Regions from separate parts of the Zea mays genome. Here region 2 is linked to region 1. A link is a contact called in public Hi-C data. All regions are on one chromosome and are shown on one strand. The core of a region is the stretch at or near the end of the contact, and the rest is flanking DNA. Distances in the headings are between cores, read along the strand shown.

The links. A called contact is a pair of places that touch in the nucleus more often than the background predicts.
Region 2: a Hi-C map of ear shows a contact between it and region 1, with 2.6 times the contacts expected there. The contact joins the promoter of LOC100281908 here to the promoter of LOC100273482 in region 1. A contact is called at or near these places in 3 of 25 Hi-C or Micro-C datasets (ear, leaf and tassel).

What each region holds. Positions count from the first base shown.
Region 1 is chr3:184,487,311-184,491,784 of Zm-B73-REFERENCE-NAM-5.0, reverse strand. It overlaps LOC100273482, which reads left to right and starts at 2,314. Exons shown (of 6, transcript NM_001320079.1): 1 at 2,314-2,563; 2 at 2,943-3,021; 3 at 3,422-3,591; 4 at 3,715-3,769; 5 at 3,868-3,916. The coding sequence starts at 2,417. The coding sequence ends at 3,884.
Region 2 is chr3:184,694,376-184,698,482 of Zm-B73-REFERENCE-NAM-5.0, reverse strand. It overlaps LOC100281908 (Bowman-Birk type trypsin inhibitor), which reads right to left and starts at 2,514. Exons shown (of 2, transcript NM_001154827.2): 1 at 2,351-2,514; 2 at 1,852-2,253. The coding sequence starts at 2,420. The coding sequence ends at 1,997. It also overlaps a transcript of LOC100381673 not described here.

The DNA.
Region 1 (4,474 bases), core at 1,065-3,564:
GTCAAGCCATCGTTCTGTGGTCATCATTGCGCCCTCGTCGTCCCTCTGACCACGGTAAGCTTCACTTGGGCGTGGCGTAACCTGGATGCACCATGGTTTTCCTTGCTTTTGCCATAGTCCCCTATCTCACCAATGTCATCACCTTGTCAGGTTTTGCCGAAGCTCGTTGTCGACATGTCGAGACCCAGGTCACACCCCATCAACGTGGAACGAGCTTTGAGCTTCACCCCACGATGAGGAAGCATCCAACCCCTTCCTGCCTTTGTTTTCATGTTTCCTTAGTTGAATTTCTTGCTGGAGTGGAACCTCCAGGTGGCCCGCTCACCTCGTCGTGGCACACCATCACTCGCACCTCGTGTCACACCCAGATTTGAGGGGTCCAAACCTGGGCGTGAAATCAAATGTGTGCTGGGATCAAGTATCACACATATGATGACTCATGGTACAGAAATGAATGTCACATCTTTAATATGTAATGGAGTTCTGTATAAAATAGATAAATAATTATATCATACGAAGACAACGGTCTAGCAACCTAAGTTGATTGGGAGACGATGGTCTAGACCACTCACGAACTCATCACAACATCCATCATGCGCTTCATCCTATGGGTACCTGTTCTTGACATTATTACAGTTGCTACAATTGGTCTTCTCCTTTGCATCATCTCCCATGTCTTTAATGTCCTACCTACTATTCATACATGATGTCAGTGCAACCCACCGCTTAAACCATCATCGGTGACTTGTCATCCCTGCATGACACCTAGCCATCCCACCGCTTGACCCTCGCCACTATGTCCTTGTTATCAATATCAAATCTTGCCTTCCTTCTGCCCACCTATGCTTACCAGTTACCTGCCTTGCATGCAATGGATATGCTACCACCCCCATTTTCAACTCTTATTATTGATGAACCTCTTTACACTCAAGGTTGACATGTTGCTTCCTTTTTTCCTTTATTGCTTATGCCTCTAGTCTCTTCCACCTTAAGATGTGCCCTAGTTTTTTAACATATGTTTAACTCTATTGTATCAATTCACTAGCAAAATTTGTTTTCCCCTTTTTTCTCACTTTGGCTTACAATGCCCATAAGGATGTAGTTTGCCTCTATTGTGCCATTGCTATTCCTCTCTTTGTATCCATTTTATGCCCATATTGTATTGTGAACCTGACAATATCCAATGGGTGTGTGCTTCAATAAGAACAACATCCCACCAGTGGACACACATCAATATCATGCATCCTAGCATGACACCTTGCCACCCTGCCATCCAACCATCGTACATAGTCAAGCTCTTTGATCGTGGTTGACGTGACACATCTATCCTTTGTCCTTGTTTTCCTCTACCACCAAATGGTTGTCGTGGCACTAACCTTCCCCTTCATGTCTATATCTACCATCGACCAACCATTTTTGTTTCTATGCTTGGTCAACGTGCCACCACATTATCTCTATAGTTTACTTTTGTTGCTACACCACCTGCCTAATCGGCGTGCCACCATGTATGGTTGTTTGTCCACATTTGTCGTACCTGCTCATCACTGAAGTGTAACTGTCCACTTCGACCCTTGTGACTATGCATCGTCTTACTAACAAGATATAATATTGATAATACTTTACTGCATTCATGCATATCTTGATTGATGCCATATCTCTGCGACACTGCCTCTTTATGTCCCTGCCTTTACGCCACCTTGCATCACACACTATTCTTACTTCAAGAACAAGACATACAATGTTAAAAAGAATCATCCCTCTATTTCAAATTATAAGATGTTTTGTTGTTTCTAGATTCAGTCTTTGTCGTGTTTTTAGATATATACTATGTATAAATACGTAATAAATACAATGTGTCCATGAAAGACAAAATCTCTTATAATTTAAATCAGAGTACTTTATTACATACGTGCATCAACTAATTGCCACCATATGATTGCCCCTAAAGTAATTTTGCCTTTATTTGTTTAAGCCTCTCCATGCAATCTTGCATATATTCGAACACTTAAAAGTTAATTCTTGCTTCCCTGCCACGTACTATGAAACTTGAGGCAGCATCACTAGGTTTACTGCCCCAACTACTCCAATAGTTGTTGGAAGATAGGATATATACCTTCATACATGCAGGAGACACACATATGGCTGGCTGCCTATGCATTAAATAAAGGTTTTCCTATGGGCACACAGTAATGGGCAAGCACATCTACGTTTTTCCATACAAGTCCTTCTAGATCAACGAAACCGCATACCGAAGTCCCCAGCCCGGGCCTTTAAATGCGGGGTCACGCATGGAGGCCGGAGCACAGAGCGCCACGAGGCGAGCAGTCGAGTGTTCCCTAGAGTCCCCGTTCCTCCGCCGCCGCCTGCAACCGCTTCACGTGCCCTGATCCATCGCAGGTCCCCTTTCTGACCCCAAATGGAGCCGAAGAAGTCCTCTGCTCAGCACCAGCCCCACGCCATGGAACCCAAGAAGTCCTCTCCACGCGGCGCCGGGGCCGTCGCCGCCACCGCCACTGAAGCCGAGTCCCCGTTGAGCAGCTTGTTCTACCCGCCGGCGCCCGCGGTACGTTTCTTGACGCCCCTCTCATGTTCGATGCTATGTCTCGTTGTGAGGCTCGAGCTCGACGTGGAATTTTTTTCTTTGACTTTATTGTTTACGATGATGCAGATGGGTTTCTTCGCGTACAGGCGCGTTCCTAGTTGTATACCATAGTTTTCCCTTTTCCATTTTTGTTAAGTTTGGTGTGTTTCGAATGTGGATACGCTCCTTTTTCATAAGTATGTGCTATTATCGTAGAGTAGCGTTTCTAAACACGATTATAGAGGATTATTTTAGAGTGATGGTGATATGAAATCCCTAAAAAGGTTTATTTCAAAACATTTCTTTGTTGTTGGTATATATTAGTGAAAATCTTTCTTCTTTTTTCCCTTTCGTTTTCAAGGCAAATGGGAAAGATCAGGAGTTGTACAGCATTATTTACAAAGGGCAGAGCGGGAGCGCACAAGCTGGCGCGACAGGTAGTTGTGGAATTACCCTGTTCCGTCTTATTACTGTGTTATCCTATATGCTATTAGGAGGAACTGTTGTGCTAATAAAACCGAAGAGCCTTTGTATCAAGAGAATAATTACATTCCCAGAGTTTTTGTTTTAAATTACACTCCCAGATGAATCTTGGGAATCATGTAGGATATAGTTGCCATTTGTTTAGATGATAGATACAGCGTGGGTATTGTTTTGTCGACTCATAAATACTTTTGACCTCCAACTCTTAGTCTCCATGACTTTGGATTGTTTATTATCTGGGGTGATCATTTTACTTGGTTAGTTTAGAAGCATTGAGGGTATGATACAGCTGAAAATTAACTGAACACTGATTTAATATTTTGATCTCAACTGAACAAAGATTAATTTGATGTCCAGATGGTAAACCGCAATGGGCTCCTTCCAAAAGTCATACCGCGTACGCAAAGGACGGTAAACATTCACCACCTTATGATACGTCATGTTTTGGGTCATCTGTGCATTATGGTGGTCGAGATTATTTCTACGGCAGCTCTACAACCAAGAAAGCGACAGAATCCTCCACTGACGTAAGAATTACTGAACCTAGAAATAGAACTCTTGTAATTTGTAGTTCAAAGTTTTTTAGATCATCATGAATTTACTCTACACTCCTGCAAGGTTTTGAATTTAACGTGTGTGTGTGTTTTCAGTACAAAGGGGACAAGAAAGATCCAGTCGCAGATTCTCATGGCGACTGGTGGCAAGGTATATCATTATTTTAATATTGAAACAGATACCGTAACTATCTGTTCAAGCTTCTGATCGTTAACTCTGCATTTTTTTTTATTTTGTGGGGCTCACAGGCTCATTTTATTACTAAGAGAACCTGGTGGCCTCTCCTTGGAGAACAAGGTAAACAGGAGGATCCTATTACTGTTAAAAGCTACCAAGTTTGTTGCTGTACTGTGCCTGTGCATATGCTGTCCATCTCACATTTTTGTACTAGAGAATCCTTTTCAAATTCCATATTAATACTCGCAGCTGATAGTTCGTAGATACCTATGTTGGCTCACTTGGCCTATGATACGTAACCTTAGTTCTTCATATAGAAGGGAGCATATGCTCTCTCCTTTTCCAAAAGCCAGAATATATAGTTCTAGCATGACGTGAATTTCTTAAAGGTTTTCTCTGAGGAAACCGATTTTATATTAACATCTCAAGTGATAAAGTGTCTAAATAACTTTTCTTTGAGGGCTTGTTTGGGAGACAGGGGATTGGAGGGGATTGAGGAGGCTAGAATTCCTTACTGTTTAATTTTGCATAGCAAGGGATTCTAGCCCCTCAATCCCCTCTAATCCCCTTACTCCCAAACAAGCCCTAAAGAGGATACCCAACCAATTCCACTCCTATGATGAAATTCTGTTAGTGCGTAGTTCAGCGCTTAGTCTATCTTCCATCTCTCCCTTTCAT
Region 2 (4,107 bases), core at 1,265-3,764, 210 kb before region 1:
GAGGGGGAAGGAGGAGGGGCCACCATGGGAAGATCTGGTGGGCTCCGACGGTGATCCGGTTGGCGGTGGCCTGCTGGCGGTTGCGGGGGACAGGGGAGGTAGAGGCGGGCGGGAGCAAGGGTGTTGGGGACTGGGGAGGGAGACGCCGCGGTAGGCGATGTCGACGGTTGGGGGAGGGGCGACCGACGGTGGGGGTGGCCGGCGGCTGCTGCTACTGCAGCAGCTGGAGTGGGGAGGGAGGGGAGAAGTTGAAAACTAATCTAGATCTATGGGGGTGTTTGGTTTTAGAGACTAATTTTTAGTCCCTCTAATTTATTCCACTTTAGTCACTAAATTGTCAAATATGAAAACTAAAATAGAGTTATAGTTTCCATATTTTGCAATTTATAGACTAAAGTGGAATAAAATGGAGGGACTAAAAATTAGTCCCTAGTAACCAAACACTACCTATATCACGTGAGAAACCCTAAACACTAAACGAGTACTCTAACATTCACTAGTCATTTTTGGCACTCAATGTTTCAGCTTACGGGCACCACTCTAAACATATCTTCTTCCTATCATCCCAGTCGGATGGGCAGACCGAACGTCTGAACCAGTGCCTCGAGACATTTCTAAAATGCTTTGTGCACACATGTCCAACCAAATGGTCGCAATGGTTGTCAGTCGCCGAGTACTGGTACAACACCAGCTACAAGTCAGCTTTGGGCCATACTCATTTTGCCGTGCTATATGGGTATGAACCAAAATACTTTGGCATAACTGATGATGCTGTTATTCGGGTTCCTGTTCTAGCGGTCTGGTTGCATGAACGTGTGAGCTCATGACAAAGGTGATCAAGCTACATTTGACAAGAGCTCATGACAGAATGAAGCGGCAAGGTAACAAGCGGCGTTCATAACGTTCCTTTGCTGTTGGAGAGTCAGTATACCTCAAACTTCAGCCGTATATTCAGTCATCGGTTGCTCCTCGTTCCAGCCATAAGCTCTCCTTCAAATTCTTTGGGCCATACAAGATACTTGAGCGCGTGGGTGCAGTGGCTTATCGCCTGCAATTGCCCACTTCCAGTTCGATCCACCTAGTGTTTCGTGTTTCCCAACTGAAATCGCCTTGGGTCGCGACCAAACTTTGGTTCCTAACCTGCCACATAGTGTTCATGCCATACAGGTACCTCTCCAGTTCTTGCAGCGATGGATAATCATGCGTGGCGGTGAACTCATCAACCAAGTGAAGGTCTTGTGGTCCGATATGGATGAAGAACTGGCAACTTAGGAAGATACTGAAGCTCTGCGCGCTAAATTCCCTGGCGCACCAGTTTGGGGGCAAGCTGGCTTTTAAGGTCAGGGCAATGTCAGCAGCTCCAAGGAGAAGGCATCAATGGAGGCTCAATCGGATGCGTTGAAGAAGTCGACAACTGAAGAACCGAACGCGAAGATGGCACAAGCGCGGGAACGACGTCCAAGTATCAAATATAGTGGGCTGCAATGGGCCGTGTAAGTACAAGTGGGCTATGTGTGTTTGGGCCGTGTGAACGACACACCGTGCGGGCGTGGTGTCGGATGTCCTACAGTACTTGGGCACGACGAGAACGCTGGAACGGCATCGAAGAAAATAACAGAAACCATACGCCACTCAGTTTCCCCCTCTTTCAAGTCTTCTTCTACCTTGCCTTTCTTCTGGAAGCTTCCCAGACGCTAAAGTAGCCATGCGTTATTAGCTATCACCGCGAAATAATCATGCCTCGGTCTATGGCATCTAAAGATGCACATAACCAAAGCGTATATTGCATTCTTTTACGTCTCATGACTACATATATCTCCGAGCATAACATACCCATGCTCTTTATTTCAGAAACTGTACGAGTAAAAAGGCGACGAGCAAGCAAGCATCGCCTTGATTATTTAAACCCTGTCGTCTGCATCTTGAGAAAGATGCAAATGGAGCTCCGAACGGAAATTATTTATTGGCAAGGTTATTTGCCCACTTAGATTATAAGTCACGCATCATCATCATCAGTACGACGGGTGCAGCGGCGCTTGCAGAAGTTGACGATCTTGTCCTTGCACACGAAGAGGCCGTCGGAGATGGACAGGGCGCACGCCTTGCAAGCCGGGTGGCAGCCGGTCGTCGACGTGTCCCTGCACTCGCATATCGGCGGCTGCGACCTGGTGCAAATGCCGCACTGGTCGCAGCACGGCCACCGCCTCCTGCTGGCTTCGAGTTCAAGCCCTTCCTCCTCCTCCTCCTCGTGCGCTGCGGTAACCAAAGACCAGGCCGCCGAACCGACCGACCCCCGTCGTTTCAAGTGGTTCTGGCGATGGAGAAATTAAACGAAAGGTCCAAGCCTCACCTTTGCCCAGTGGCAGAGCTACGAGGACGGCGAAGACGGCCAGTGCGACGAGCAGCACCTGGGGCCTCATGCTTCTTTCTCACGTTCTCCTCGAAGGAACCGGTTGCAACAGCTGCTTGGATTTCCCGGGTGTTTTTTTGTTTGTTTCTGCGGTGCTTGCACGCGGCTTTTCGAACGGAAATGAAGGCCTTTATATAGAAGGGGCCGAATTTTTTGCAATTTAGTTATTTCTCTGAAACAATTTTACATTTGAACCCCATAATAATTTAATGTCATTTTTGGACTCTTTACTCGGCATGCCTGATGAGCTGCCGCCGAGGTGCACGCTGGCAGCTGACGTGGCCTAGCTCGGCGCCACGATCTGTGACGCCGAGCTAAAAGATACCTCGGCACTATAGGCCATGGCGCCGAGACGTGTTACCTCAGTGCTATGAGTCATGGCGTCGAGTAAAGATCCAAAAATAACATTAAATCATTTAGGGATCTAAACGTGAAATTATTTCGAAAAAATGTCAAATTGCAAAAAAATCGGAAGAAGGGGCCTCGGTCACCACCTTATGCGCAATGCGCAGCCGTGAGTGCGAGAACTAGTTTGAAAACTCAAATACGCTTACGAGACGTTTAGATCCATTTATTTTAGGGGAATTAAAATTTACTTAATAAAGTAACTAGTTTGAAAACTCAAATACGCTTACGAGACATTTAGATCCATTTATTTTAGAGGAATTAAAATTTACTTAATAAAGTATCTTATTTACTTTGAAATTTGACATTTCACTACTTTTCAAAGTTTAGATATAGACTTATCTCAAATTTATGGAGTGTAGGATGAGAATTAATTTTATATATCATTAGAATTTATTTTTACTCTATAAACTATAGGACGTTTTTCGGCTCACTCCTTTATAGTAAAAATATAACATATAAATATTTCCGATATCTTGTTAATAATAATATACAAATATATTTTATATATAACCGAATTAGTTTAATTGATATGTATCTAAATTACTATTATTAAAATGGAATTTAATTCCAGGGATTCAAACGGGGCATTAGATCCTTACCTTTTATCAGGTAAAAATCCCTAAGAAGTAATCCCTTCGTTTGTTTTTATATGTCGCCCGTTAGTATAAAGTTAAACCGTGCAGCGTCAAATAAATAAAAACAGAGGCAAGTATTATTTAAATAAGATATTTAATTATTTATAGAAGATTTTCTCTTTCTAAGTTTATCTTCTCTTCTTTTAAACTAGCTAAGCGTGACACTGTAACCTCGGCTGCCTTTAGGACAAGAGAGCCTACGTGACCATTGACACAAAACGTACGACACGTGCGAAAAACTTCAGAGATTGGACAGAAGCTGAATGTAACTGAACGTCCACCAACCATTCCTCATCCAAGAACCTTCTTTTTATCACCACCCCAGCTTTAAGGATTACGGGCAGAGCACAATTCACGCTCACATTGCACGTGGAAATTTGACACTGCAAAAGTAGACAGAAACGCCCCCAATACATCAGAAATGGATATGCACCATGTATACACCAGGAACGGATGTGGATGAGCTTAAGGCCATGGGAAAATTAAATCTCTAGGAGCAAAGTTAATGAGCTTAGCTATTTGCCATGTTCACATAATCTTGCGATATCGTAAGAGACAAGTAATACAACGGTTTGGCTTAAAAAAAAGTACTCGAGTGTTTGGCCTTGTTTGGTTGGCTTTTCAGAGCTGATTTCTTTTTCAGAAGCAAAAAGT